Linked DNA regions of Salmo salar: region 2 is linked to region 1. The links are chromatin contacts, called in public Hi-C maps. All regions are on one chromosome and are shown on one strand. Each heading gives the region's core, a stretch centred on a gene start, on an enhancer-like site or on the middle of the called end of the contact. The rest is flanking DNA. Distances are from core to core; before and after follow the strand shown. Region 1 holds the start of LOC106588668 (nuclear receptor subfamily 1 group D member 2). Region 2 holds the start of LOC106588671 (DNA topoisomerase 2-beta).

What was found. Hi-C and Micro-C count contacts between places; a contact is called where the count stands out from the background.
Region 2: a contact with region 1 is called in a Hi-C map of gill, with 7 times the contacts expected there. The contact joins the promoter of LOC106588671 here to the promoter of LOC106588668 in region 1. A contact is called at or near these places in 2 of 3 Hi-C or Micro-C datasets (blood and gill).

Annotation. Positions count from the first base shown.
Region 1 is chrssa27:20,265,722-20,272,852 of Ssal_v3.1, forward strand. LOC106588668 (nuclear receptor subfamily 1 group D member 2) reads left to right here and starts at 2,655. Exons shown (of 8, transcript XM_014177877.2): 1 at 2,655-3,241. The coding sequence starts at 3,223.
Region 2 is chrssa27:20,716,502-20,723,632 of Ssal_v3.1, forward strand. LOC106588671 (DNA topoisomerase 2-beta) reads right to left here and starts at 3,113. Exons shown (of 35, transcript XM_014177893.2): 1 at 2,608-3,113; 2 at 127-360. The coding sequence starts at 2,649. oxsm (3-oxoacyl-ACP synthase, mitochondrial) reads left to right here and starts at 2,391. Exons shown (of 6, transcript XM_014177897.2): 1 at 2,391-2,561. It overlaps LOC106588674 (peptide-N(4)-(N-acetyl-beta-glucosaminyl)asparagine amidase), which reads right to left. Exons shown (of 5, transcript XM_045709211.1): 5 at 6,744-7,005. The coding sequence ends at 6,887.

The DNA.
Region 1 (7,131 bases), core at 1,405-3,904:
GAATTCTCTTCGATTATAGTCACAGCCGTATGGACTCTATATAAACTGGAAACCATAAATCCTGGGGCTGCATTTATTGAATCTGGGGATTTTAACAAAACTAATCTGAGAACAAGGCTTCCTAAATTCTATCAGCATATCGAATGTACGACACGAGCTGGTAGCATTCTGAATCATTGCTACTCTAACTTCCACGATGCATACAAAGCCCTCCCCTGCCCTGCCTTCGGCAAATCTGACCATGTCTCCATTTTGTTGCGCCCAGCCTATAGACAGAAACTAAAACAGGAAACGCCCGTGCTCAGGTCTATCCAACGCTGGCCTGACCAATTGGATTCCACGCTTCAAGATTGCTTCGATCACGTGGACTGGGATATGTTCCAGATAGCCTCAGACAACAACATTGATGTATACGCTGACTCGTTGTGCGAGTTTATTAGCAAGTGCATCGGAGATGTCGTACCCATTGTGACTATTAAAACATTTCTTAACCAGAAACCATGGATTGGTGGCAGCATTTGAGCAAAACTGAAAGTGCAAACCACCGCTTTAAAATCATGGCAAGGCAATTGGAAACATGACCAATTACAAACAGTGCAGCTATTCCCTCCGCAAGGCAATCAAACCAAGCAAAGCGTCAGTATAGAGACAAAGTAGAGTCGCAATTCAACGGCTCAAACACGAGACATATGTGGCAGGGTCTACAGTCAATCACGGATTACAAAAAGAAAACCAGCCCCGTCACGGACATCGGCGTCTTGCTCCCAGACCATTTATTTGCTCGCTTTGAGGACAATACAGTGCCACTGACACAGCCCGCAACCAAAGCCTGTGGGCTCTCCTTCTCCCTGGCCAACGTGAGTAAAACATTTAAACGTGTTAACCCTTGCAAGGCTGCCGGCCCAGACGGCATCCCTAGCCGTGTCCTCAGAGCATGCGCAGACTAGCTGGCTTGTGTGTTTACGGAAATATTCAATCAATCCCTATCCCAGTCTGTTGTTCCCACATGCATCAAGATGGCCACCATTGTTCCTGTTCGCAAGAAAGCTAAGGTAACTGAGCTCAATGACTATCGCCCCGTTGCACTCACTTCTGTCATCATGAAGTGCTTTGAGAGACTAGTCAAGGATCATATCACCTCCACCCTACCTGACACCCCAGACCCACTCCAATTTGCTTACCACCCCAATAGGTCCACTGACGGTGCAATCGCCATCACACTGCACCCTGCCCTATCCCATCTGGACAAGAGGAATACCTATGTAAGAATGCTGTTCATTGACTTCAGCTCAGCATTTAACACCATAGTACCCTCCAAACTCGTCATTAAGCTCGAGACCCTTGGTCTCCACCCCGCCCTGTGCAACTGGGTCCTGGACTTTCTGACGGGCCGCCCCCCAAGTGGTGAAGGTAGGAAACCATCTCCACCCCGCTGATCCTCAACACTGGGGCCCCACAAGGGTGTGTTCTCAGCCCTCTCCTGTACTCCCTATTCACCCATGACTGCGTGGCCATGCACGCTTCCAACTCAATCATCAAGTTTGCAGACGACACTACAGTGGTAGGCTTGATTACCAACAACGACGAGACAGACTACAGGGAGGAGGTGAGGGCCCCCGGAGGAGTGTGGTGTCAGGAAAATAACCTCTCACTCAACGTCAACAAAACAAAGGAGATGATCGTAGACTTCAGGAAACAGCAGAGGGAGCACTCCCCATCCACATCAACAGGGCAGTAGTGGAGAAGGTGGAAAGTTTTAAGTTCCTCGGTGTACACATCACGGACAAACTGAAATGGTCCACCCAGACAGACAGCGTGGTGAAGAAGGCCCACGCTTCACCACAGACAGCGTGGTGAAGAAATTTGGCTTCACACCTAAAACATTCACAAACTTTTACAGATGCATCCTGTTGGGCTGTATCACCGCCTGGTACGGCAACTGCACCACCCTCAACCGCAAGGCTCTCCAGAGGGTAGTGCGGTCTGCACAACGCATCACCAGGGGCAAACTACCTGCCCTCCAGGACACCTACATCTCTCAATGTCACAGGAAGGCCAAAAAGATCATCAAGGACAACAACCACCCGCGCCACTGTCTGTTCACCCCGCTATCATCCAGAAGGCGAGGTCAGTACAGGTGCATCGAAGCTGGGACCGAGAGACCAAAAAACAGCTTCTATCTCAAGGCCATCAGACTGCCATCACTAACATAGAGTGGCTGCTGTCAACATACAGACTCAATCTCTGGCCACTTTAATAAATTGACTTAATAAAGGTGTCACTTTAATAATGTTTACATATCCCACATTATTCATCTCATATGTATATACTGTTCTATACCATCTACTGCATCTTGCCTGTGCAGCACGGCCATCACTCATCCATATATTTATATGTACATATTCTTATTACATTTGTGTGTATAAGGTAGTTTTGTGAATTTGTTACATTACTTGTTAGATATTACTGCATCGTCGGAACTAGAAGCACAAGCATTTCGCTACACTCTCATTAACATCTGCTAACCATGTGTATGTGACCAATACAATTTGATTTGAGTTTCTCCCGGTCTCTGGCCCACACTCCAGTACAGTAGATGGCGGTAATGCACCAACACGTTTGATGCCAACCGCCGATAAACCCCACCAAAGAAGAAGAATAGCAGCCTGAGTCGAGAGCTCAATTCGGAACAGTCGTCCAACGAATAATAACGTTCTACTCTTTGCTATCAGAGCTATCGGTTCCCTCGAGAAAAAAAAACATTTTTATGCTATAGCTATTAATATGCTAAGGCCCATCTTTAGCCTTCAGAAAAGAGACATCAGACGGCCAGCTTTTTTGAGCGCTCTACGAAAAGAAAAATATACGGAATTCCTAACGTTCGATTCATTCTGTAGCGAAACAATTGGCTGCAATCTATTGTTTGATTCGGGGCGTGTTTTAAACCAAACGGATACAGTTTAGTTTACGGAATTGTTTGGAACGTTGGTGATCGTCAACTATCACGACGGGAAATCAATCTGATTTTCAACAGTTGCTGTTGAGCGACATCTGTCATCTCTGAAACTAGTAGGCCTACGTGCGTTCGCCGACTCTTTTCTGAACGCTTCAATACGTTGATCAAAAGCATCAACCAGTGACTTAAAAAGTTCCTGAAAACAAGATAAGAAACACGTCATCAGACTAAAGGTCCAAATAAGAGGATTTCAGAAGTCAGAGCACATGGAATCTACAAAAGCAGGTAAAATGATCATATTCTGCTCAATACATTTATAAAGATGTATGTGTAGGCCTCTAGCCTATTTTAGTGTCTACCGTTCAACTGTTTGACTTTGCATCTTGATAGTGTATTTCATTAGACCACAGCGGCCTACCACAACCAAGATTCATTTTACAACTTTAACAGGCTTCTTGTCAGAATCCTTGTTTTAAAGAGTTTTGTGATGTTTTGAATTAAAACATAAGCAAATGTATTAATTACAGTGATCTGCTCATACATGTTAGATTGTTCTTACTGTAATGAGCCTTAATTAAAACTGGGTTAAAGTTGGTTAGAAGTCCCAGGTGTTGTTATTTTAGAATCGGTATGCTGGAACAGTGTTGCAGGTCCCTTTTCTCACATGCACGGGTCGTTAGCCATGTGCGACTCTGTATACGATCTCTCTGATTGGCCGAGGAACGCTGTGACGTGTATACTTCCGTCTTTAAAAGCTCCCTTGCGTCCTCTGGTTGGTGGAGAAGTGCTGTGACGTAAATATTGCATAATTCTACCAAGATAATGCACTGCGAGTTGGTGTGGATACACGTGAAACTGCATGCAGTTATAGGGTTGCAGCAATGTAAACTGACCCAGTTTTCTACCACTGGGTTTCTCGAGAAAACATGTCCGTTCCAGGTAGGGGCGGGTTCCGAAAATGAGCTTCGTCAGTCTAGTAAAATGAGAATTGATTGGCCAAGAGTTTCACAACCTAATCATCTATTCATTATGTAAGTCACCCTTATTTGGAATGGGTTTTCTATGGGATTTCTTGTGCTTTATGAATGTTGAAACGAGGGCAGCTGTGGCTATTGAGATTATTTTAGAATTTGCTGAAACTTCTGTAATGCAGTTCGATCAACAAGGAACTTACAGAAGACCAACTCATGAACACATAAATTACCTTGATACTCTGTACCGGTAGCCCCTGTATATATCCCCGCTATTGTTATTTACTGCTGCTCTTTAATTATTTGTTATTCTTATCTCTTACTTTTTTTGGTATTTTCTTAAAACTGCATTGTTGGTTAAGGGCTTGTAAGTAAGCGTTTCACTGTAAGGTAAGGTCTACACCTGTTGTATTCGGTGCATGTGACAAATAAAATTAGATTTACTACCATCAGGCCACACAACATTTGGCAGGCATTAATCGCTTGCTTCATGAAGCAATCTGGCAATGTTGGCCCTGGCCCTGCTTCTTGATTGAATGACGATGAGCTTCCCTCTTGAGCCGTGTGTGTGAGCTGAAGTGAAGCCAGGCTATTCTGCACACACCCTGCTGAAACTGGCATTATGTAACAGGGGTGTTATCTAACCAGAATGTAGGAAGAGAAACCAGGTCAGCCTGATCTGAAAAAAGGGGCGTGATAAAACAGAGCGCTTTGACTGGGCGGGTGGTCGGCCTCTCTTCCTGGCTGAGAGCCACTCTTCACAGGGTTGCCAGGTCTTGCTGAAATTTCTTTCCCAAAGACAACTCAAAACCTCCCCACGAGGCCTAAAAACTAGCCCCAAAATGTTTTTCGCAGCAAGAGAGCTGCCACATTTAGCCAATAAACCCGTTTTCCATAACGTTATCGAGCAAATTAAGAAGGAATCTCGATTTAACTTCTAACAACCTAAGAAGGCCAACAGCATACCACCCTGCATCCCACTGCTGGCTTGCTTCTGAAGCTAAGCAGGGTTGGTCCTGGTTGGTCTGTGGATGGGAGACCAGATACTGCTGGAAGTGGTGTTGGAGGGCCAGTAGGAGGCACCTTTTCCTTGTCTAAAACAAATATCCTATAGCCCCAGGGCAGTGATTGGGGACATTGTCTTGTGTAGGGTGCCATCTTTTGGGTTGGGACGTTAAACGTGTGTGCTGACTCTCTGTGGTCACTAAAGATCCCATGGCACTTATTGTAAAAGTAGGGGTGTTAACCCCGGTGTCCTGGCTAAATTGCCAATCTGTCCCTCATACCATCATGACCTGCTGCTTTTCCTTTACTCTGCGGTCCAACTCATCCCAAACCATCTCAATTGGGTTGTGGCCAGGTGATTGTGGAGACCAGGTCATCTGATGCATCACTCCATCACTCTCCTTCTTGGTAAAATAGCCCTTCTTGATTAAAGAGTCCTTACACAGCCTGGAGGTGTGTTGGGTCATTGTCCTGTTGAAAAACAAATAATAGTCCCACTAAGAGCAGATGGGATGCTGTATCGCTGCAGAATGCTGTGGTAGCCATGCTGGTTAAGTGTGCCTTGAATTCTAAATAAATCACTGACAGTGTCCCTAGTAAAGCACCATCACACCTCCCCCTCCATGCTTCACAGTGGGAACCACACCTGCGGAGATCATCTGTTCACCTACTCTCACCAAAAATCTGAAATTTGGACTCATCAGACCAAAGGACAGAATTCCACCGGTCTAATGTCCATTGCTCATGTTTCTTGGGCCAAGCAAGTCTCTTCTTCTTATTGGTGTCCTTTAGTAGTGGTTTCTTTGCACCAATTCAACCATGAAGGCCTGATTCACGCAGTCTCCTCTGAACAGTTGATGTGGAGATATGTCTGTTACTTGAACTCTGTGAAGCATTTATTTGGGCTGCAATTTCTGAGGCTGGTAACTCTAATGAACTTATCCTCTGCAGCAGAGGTAACTCTGTGTCTTCCTTTCCTGTGGCGGTCCTCATGAGACCCAGTTTCATCATAGCGCTTGATGTTTTTTTGCGACTGCACTTGAAGAAACTTTTAAATAGGGCTATCTTCTGTATACCACTCCTACCTTGTCACAACACAACTGATTGGCTCAAACGCATTAAGAATGAAAGAAATTAAACAAATTAACTTTTAACAAGGCACACCTGTTAATTGAAATGCATTCCAGGTGACTACCTCATGAAGCTGGTTGAGAGAATGCCAAGAGTGTGCAACGCTGTCATCAAGGCAAAAGATGGCTACTTTGAAGAATCTAAAATATATTTTGATTTGTTTAACACTTTTTTTGGTTGCTATATGATTCCATATGTTATTTCATGGTTTTGATGTCTTCACTATTATTCTACAATGTAGAAAATAGTCAAAATGGAGAAAACCCCTTGAATGAGTAGGTCTCCATACTTTTGACTGGTACTGTAAATTAACTGAATAGGCCTATGCTTGGTAGACAGTGTTTAACAACACATGGCTACAACAACAATAATAAACTGAAGTTATAGGCTCTTTATTAAATCAGTTTGCCAGCTCCAGGTAAACTACACAAGTGAAACAAATGTATTTGCATTGGCTACAGTGCTATCGTCATTTCAACATATTTGTTTAAAATGGTAGGCTACAGTAGCCAACATGGGCATAGAAATGAATAGGCTAATTGATGGCCATCAGATGCAACTGTATCATTCTCCACATTTAATGTCAGTGTCATTGTGGACTTTTCCCTATAACAGAAGCACGCAAGGGATTTCACTTCAAATTTCCACTCGCCCAGCTCTGGAGAGCCAAGAACTGAGCATGCCTTTAGCTTGATGTGGTTTTCCATAAGCAAGGTCTGCATTAGAATGCAGTTTAAACCAATGTCCAAGCAAATTTTTCTGATGAGCTCTGAGTGCCTAAAGTCATTTTCCTGCGCTTTGTAACCTCTATTTCGTGATGCGCATCAGTTGTAGCATGTTAATATGTTTTCTGGAAAAAGGGTTGGAAATATGTTTTCTGGAAAAGGGGAAATAGGTGTCTCCATAATGACAATGTAAATAACCTACCTACAACTGGTAAAAAGTTGTCACAACACGTGCTGCTCTGTCTGATCTCACTCACGAGACTCAGCTGTCTGCTGCAGCGCTCAGTCTCAACACACCCCACCCAAAATATGAATATTTCTTTGGACTGTACGATTTCCAGAT
Region 2 (7,131 bases), core at 1,863-4,362, 450 kb after region 1:
GCACAAAACAGGAGTGAAACAGGAAGACGTTACCCGCCCCCAAAAATGTTGGAGCACAATTTTGTTTTCTGTTGCACCCTCCTGAACACAAGCTAGACGTCTACAGACATGATGAACCTAACCCACCTGGGTGACCGGTTCCACAGAGCCGATGTAGGTGTCGGGCCTCAGTAGGATGTGCTCCAGCTGGGTCTTCTTCTGGTACACCCTCTCCACTGACATCTTATCTCCTCCCTTCTTCTTGGCTCCTCCACCTCCTCCCTCCGCCTTGCCCCCATCACCCCTGCCGTTCGCAGCCGCCGCGGCTGCTGCTGCCTCCTCCTCCCTCTTTTTGGCAGCATTCTTCTTATCAAAGAGGGTCTGGTATTAGACACATGTGCACAACTTTGTTAAAAATTACACTAAAGATAAATAATTGAACTCTGTATCTGCAGGCACTAGCAGCTGATTATCAGAGCTGCCCATTAGAAAAGGCACAGCAGTAGCCGTTTTTTCCCCCACTTCTGTTTGGATAGTCCGACTAGTCCAGCGTAACCTCAATTTTTTCCTTCAATGCTCCTTTACGATTTGGTTGGTTGCTCGATTAGTGGGTTGGTTGCAACTTGGAAGGTTTACTTGGTTAGGCTAGTTGCCCAGCACACACGCACACAGAAGACACCATTGTTTAAGGCAGTGGATCTCATTGTTAAATACTTAAGATTGCACCTAAGGAGAGGCCATAAAAGTGACAGTGCCTGAGGAGCAAACTTTATCAAATAAAAATGTAAATATTGCAAGCATGGGAAAATAGAAATCAGGGTTCCCCAACTGGCAGCCTGCGGGAACAATTTGGGCCGCAGGGGATTTTATATCCCACCCCAAGTTCTGAGCAAAAATAACTACTTTAAAATAATATATATTTTTGTAAGTTGTTGGACATAAAAGACTAAAAACACCAGCTCCAAGTATTCCCACGCATAATAGAGGTACTACAAAAAGCAATAGAGAGAATTAAATACTCTGTCTGCTAAGAACCTAATCTTGGTTGCTTAAACGATCTGAAAGAATCCTGCATGACCTCGAGACGGCATCCCTGCCTGCGTCTCACGGAGGATGTGAAGACTTCAGGCATTAACTCATGAAGCAGGGTGTAAAACGTGTTTTGATTCAACTAATTTATTATATTGAATGTAGGCTCCCTATTCTGTGTGTCCATGTGTTAAAACTGCCTTGGCTGAGAGGGTAGGCTACCGGCAGTGGTGTAGGCCTAGTGGAGGGTAAATGCCTTGTACCCACCTTTTTCAGAAAAATGCTTTGAAATGATAGGGAGCGTTACTTTTTTCACTGACTTTCTTTGGACTTTATATGCCAGCTGGCAACCAACTTTAAGGTGCATTACAACTACCAACTGGACTGGAGTTTGGACGTCAGTTAATCTTTCATCACCCACGTGGGTATATACTCCTAAAAACCAATGAGGAGATGGGAGAGGCGGGACTTGCAGCCCATCAAGCGTCACAAATAGAACCAAGTTGTATTTTAGCGCCTGGCTACGCAGATGCTCACGAGCAGTGTGGGTGCAATGATTGTATAACATGCACGTGTACATTTATTTTGGAACGCGAGCGGTGTGGTCAGCATGTAATACACAAAATAGACTGACTGGAAAGGTGATTTCCCACAAAGTCCTACCATAAGAGCGAAGATGCTAATATTTATGTAATCTCTAGACAGTTGTGTTCTGTGAGTGTCACTGAGTAAGCTGATTCCCCATTTCATGGGTACAACATCAATAGCTTAGGCTGTACAGTGCATGCAGGTATGCCCCCAATGCAATTCTAAAGTCAACCAAAAACATTTGTCAAATTAACTTTCTTTTGTTTAATTTCTAGACCAAATATGGCATGATTCCACTATTTGCATCCGTTTGAATCACTTTCAATGGTGGACTTTTATTTTGAAGACGAACTGCAAATTCCACTATTGTGGCTAAATCCTTATGTGACTAGCTTCGCACAGGTCCCAAATTGTGCGGCTACATTTACAGGCTGGAAGCTGCTATAGCTAGCTGGCCAAATGTCGTGCAAATACATTTAAGGAATATGTAAGCATATTTTTTTAATATAGATTAGGCTACCTACGAATAACTGTATTTTGAGACACATTTAAGATTCTATATTCAAACGGCTTGCATGCAAAATATGCAAACTGACTATCAATCACACTTGACGTGTATTGCAACAAAGAACTTTTTGGGGCATTGCCATTGGCCAAGTGGCTCATTCACCCGTGCCTTGCAGGAAAGCAATGTTGCCTAATGACATCATCATGTTTACAAAAAACAATGTATCTTCTGACGTTGTTGGACCAATCTGTGATTGTATTTGTGCCGGGCAATCATAGCTAAATGAATATACCAAAGTATGGCCCGTCTTTAAAAGGCGCATGCTAGTTTAAAGGGGTGTATTAGCTGCTGGCTAGTTAGCATCATCACTGGCCATTTTAGAATGTCCAGCTCGTGACAAACTGGAATTTCTCTCGTGCATCGTGGTAAAATGATGAACGCTACCTGGAGCGATAAAGTAAGTCTGTCCAGTAATCCAACATTCTAACAAAATAGTAACTTACCACCCAAGTCAGACCCCCGCTTCCTGCTGCGCCGTTGGACATCTTCCTTTTGTTTCCCTAAATTTTCGTGATGCTACTAGCAGATAAAATACTGAAAAGTCCTGCATACAATATAGTCCATAAACTCAGGAATTATTTCAGTCAACGGACCACATTGAGATATTTTCTGTGTTCGTACCAGTTGAAAAATGTCTGTCAAAATAGTTCCGGAAGAGGGAGTGTATCGCGGCTATTGTTAAAATCGACGAGCGGTGGTTAGAACTAGGCCTGAAATCCTCAACAAAGCTTGCTTGCTACTTGCCTAGATTTATAAATTACTGTACAAAATCCAAACGTTAAATAGTTTCACATTTCATGTAGTACAAAATCAATTGAAATAATGTATAAATAAAATTGTTTTTTAATACGGCTGTAATTTAATACCCTAAATGTTCATTCAGAAATAAAAACACCGCCGCCTGCCTCCATCCGGCTCCACCATCCGCACGGCGACAATCCCAACAGCGTAACCCACCAATCCGGTGCTCGCTTTTCGAGGCGCCGGTAATTCAGCCAATGAAAAGATACATGTACTTGCAATTTGTAACCAGTAGGTGGAAGTAGAAACACACTAACAGCAGAACTTTTTCTTACCAAGGCACCCATGTCGTCCAGGCATAAACTGTGTATGAAACCACATTTAATCTGTAAAAAAAATACATTTATTATACCGATTGCACAATTTACATATTTGAACAAGAACACATTAACTCCAAACAACAACCTCTCCCTCAATGTGATAAAGACAAAGGAGATGATTGTGGATGACAGGAAAAAGAGGACTGAGCACGCCCCCATTCTCATCAACGGGGCTGCAGTGGAGCAGGTTGAGAGCTTCAAGTTCCTTGGTGTCCACATCACCAACAAACTAACATGGTCCAAGCACATCAAGACAGTCGTGAAGAGGGCACGACAAAACCTATTCCCCCTCAGGAGACTGAAAAGATTTGGCATGGGTCCCCAGATCCTCAAAAGGTTCAACAGCTGCACCATCGAGAGCATCCTGACTGGTTGCATCACTGCTTGGTATGGCAACTGCTCGGCCTCCGACCGCAAGGCATTACAGAGGGTAGTGTATACAAGGTTAGTGTATACTCTATACAAGGCGGTGTCAGAAGAAGGCCCTAAAAATTGTCAAAGACTCCAACCACCCTAGTCATAGACTGTTCCCTCTGCTACCGCACGGCAAGCGGTACCGGAGCACCAAGTCTAGGTCCAAGAGGCTTCTAAACAGCTTCTACCCCCAAGCCATAAGACTCCTGAACATCCAATCAAATGGCTACCGAGACTATTTGCATTGCCCCCTCCCCCTCTTTTACACAGCTGCTACTCTCTGTTGTTGTCATCTATGCATAGTCACTTGAATAACTGTACCCACGTGTACATATTACCTCAACTAACCGGTGCCCCCGCACATAGACTCTGTACCGGTATCCCACTGTATATAGTCTTGCTCTTGTTATTTTACTGCTGCTCTTAAATTACTTGTTACGTTTATTTCTTATTCTTATCCATATTTTTTTTTAAACTGCATTGTTGGTTTGGGGCTTGTAAGTAAGCATTTCACTGTAAGGTCTACACCTCTGGTATTCGGTGCATGTGACTAATACATGCATTTACCACAAATAAATGTAGAATACCGGTATACCCATAACCATAAGTGGATACAGACATAAAAACGTATCAATAGTTACATGGCTTTCTGGTGTCCATTCAAACATTACATTTAACAATTACACATATTGGTTTCTTCAAAAGACGAGTGGAAACTCCATAGCAGATGGACTTTAGGCTCACAGGTCATATATCCCTATTCTGTGTCAGGAGCCAGAACCTTGTTATGGCAGGGAGTTGCAGCCAGGCCATACTAATCCATAGTCCCCTTTGAGGTGGAAAGCCATGGTGGACGCCATGTGCTCCCAAAGGTTCAAAGAGGATTAAGTCAAGTAAGTAACTCCTCTTTTGGCAGAGACAGTCTAGATAACAAAGGCTTTTGTGTTATACAGAAGCTGGGTCTGGGTCTCACGACATCACTGGCAGTAAATATCCAAGCAGCATCATTACAAGATCTGTAATCAATACAAGATTATTGATTCAAGACACACAGATCCCGAATTATTATTGGACTACCTTACCATCCATCCATCCATACCCACAAACAATATCACCAAACTACTACTCCTCCGTTTATCTCATAAGCACCAAGATGCCTATGAATATACACACTATACAGTGGGGGGGAAAAGTATTTGATCCCCTGCTGATTTTGTACGTTTGCCCACTTACAAAGAAATGATTTACATTTAAGTCATTTTAGCAGACGCTCTTATCCAGAGCGACTTACAGTAGTGAATGCATACATTTCATATATTGTTGAGCCATATATTTTTTTTCCTGTGCTGTCCCCCCATGGGAATCGAACCCACAACCCTGGTGTTGCAAACACCATGCTCTACCAACTGAGCTACAGGGAAGGCCATCATTTTAATGGTAGGTTTATTTGAACAGTGAGAGACAGAATAACAACAAAAAAATCCAGAAAAACACATGTCAAAAATGTGATAAAATAATTTGCATTTTAATGTGGGAAATAAGTATTTGACCCCTCTGCAAAACATGACTTAGTACTTGGTGGCAAAACCCTTGTTGGCAATCACAAAGGTCAGATGTTTCTTGTAGTTGGCCACCAGGTCTGCACACATCTCAGGAGGGATTTTGTCCCACTCCTCTTTGCAGATCTTCTCCAAGTCATTAAGGTTTCGAGGCTGACGTTTGGCAACTCGAACCTTCAGCTCCCTCCACAGATTTTCTATGGGATTAAGGTCTGGAGACTGGCTAGGCCACTCCAGGATCTTAATGTGCTTCTTCTTGAGCCACTCCTTTGTTGCCTTGGCCGTGTGTTTTGGGTCATTGTCATGCTGGAATACCCATCCACGACCCATTTTCAATGCCCTGGCTGAGGGAAGGGGGTTCTCACCCAAGATTTGACGGTACATGGCCTCGTCCATCGTCCCTTTGATGCGGTGAAGTTGTCCTGTCCCCTTAGCAGAAAAACACCCACAAAGCATAATGTTTCCACCTCCATGTTTGACGGTGGAGATGGTGTTCTTGGGGTCATAGGCAGCATTCCTCCTCCTCCAAACATGGCAAGTTGAGTTGATGCCAAAGAGCTCCATTTTGGTCTCATCTGACCACAACACTGTCACCCAGTTGTCCTCTGAATCAATCAGATGTTCATTAGCAAACTTCAGACGGGCATGTATATGTGCTTTCTTGAGCAGGGGGACCTTGCGGGCGCTGCAGGATTTCAGTCCTTCACGGCGTAGTGTGTTACCAATTGTTTTCTTGGTGACTATGGTCCCAGCTGCCTTGAGATCATTGACAAGATCCTCCCGTGTAGTTCTGGGCTGATTCCTCACTGTTCTCATGATCATTGCAACTCCACGAGGTGAGATCTTGCATGGAGCCCCAGGCCGAGGAAGATTGACAGTTCTTTTGTGTTTCTTCCATTTGCGAATAATCGCACCAACTGTTGTCACCTTCTCACCAAGCTGCTTGGCGATGGTCTTGTAGCCCATTCCAGCCTTGTGTAGGTCTACAATGTTGTCCCTGACATCCTTGGAGAGCTCTTTGGTCTTGGCCATGGTGGAGAGTTTGGAATCTGATTGATTGATTGCTTCTGTGGACAGGTGTCTTTTATACAAGTAACAAACTGAGATTAGGAGCACTCCCTTTAAGAGTGTGCTCCTAATCTCAGCTCGTTACCTGTATAAAAGACACCTGGGAGCCAGAAATCTTTCTGATTGAGAGGGGGTCAAATACTTATTTCCCTCATTAAAATGCAAATCAATTTATAACATTTTTGACATGCGTTTTTCTGGATTTTTTGTTCTTGTTATTCTGTCTCTCACTGTTCAAATAAACCTACCATTAAAGTTATAGACTGATAATTTCTTTGTCAGTGGGCAAACGTACAAAATCAGCAGGGGATCAAATACTTTTTTCCCTCACTGTACATGACTATGCACAGAGTCGGTGTATTCAAGGTGATTATCTTGAGCTAGGCACTGAGCAGAATCACTGATCTATACATCATGTTGCATCCCAAAATAACTACTCATTGCTTTATTAAGATTAGCAAACCAACGTAGCACCTTGCTCAAAGCGATCGAACACACTCATTAAGCGTAGTCCTCCTCCATCTTGACGAGGATTTCAAACGAGGATTCCTTCGGCTCATTCAAAGCCCGCCGGAACATCTGGGAGTGTTGCCATGACGACTCTCCCTCTCCTCCGGGTAGCTCCGCCTCCATGACCAGCTCCAAGGATCAAGAAAGACCCGGAACAGAATGCATCTCCCTGTTTGTGTTAAAAAACGTGGCAAAACATTAAAACTGTTTAGCTGTTGTTACGCAAGATAAGGAAGAAAACAATGCTGATCAGTTAAGTGCACATGCAAATCAACGTCACAGCTCTCTGACTATG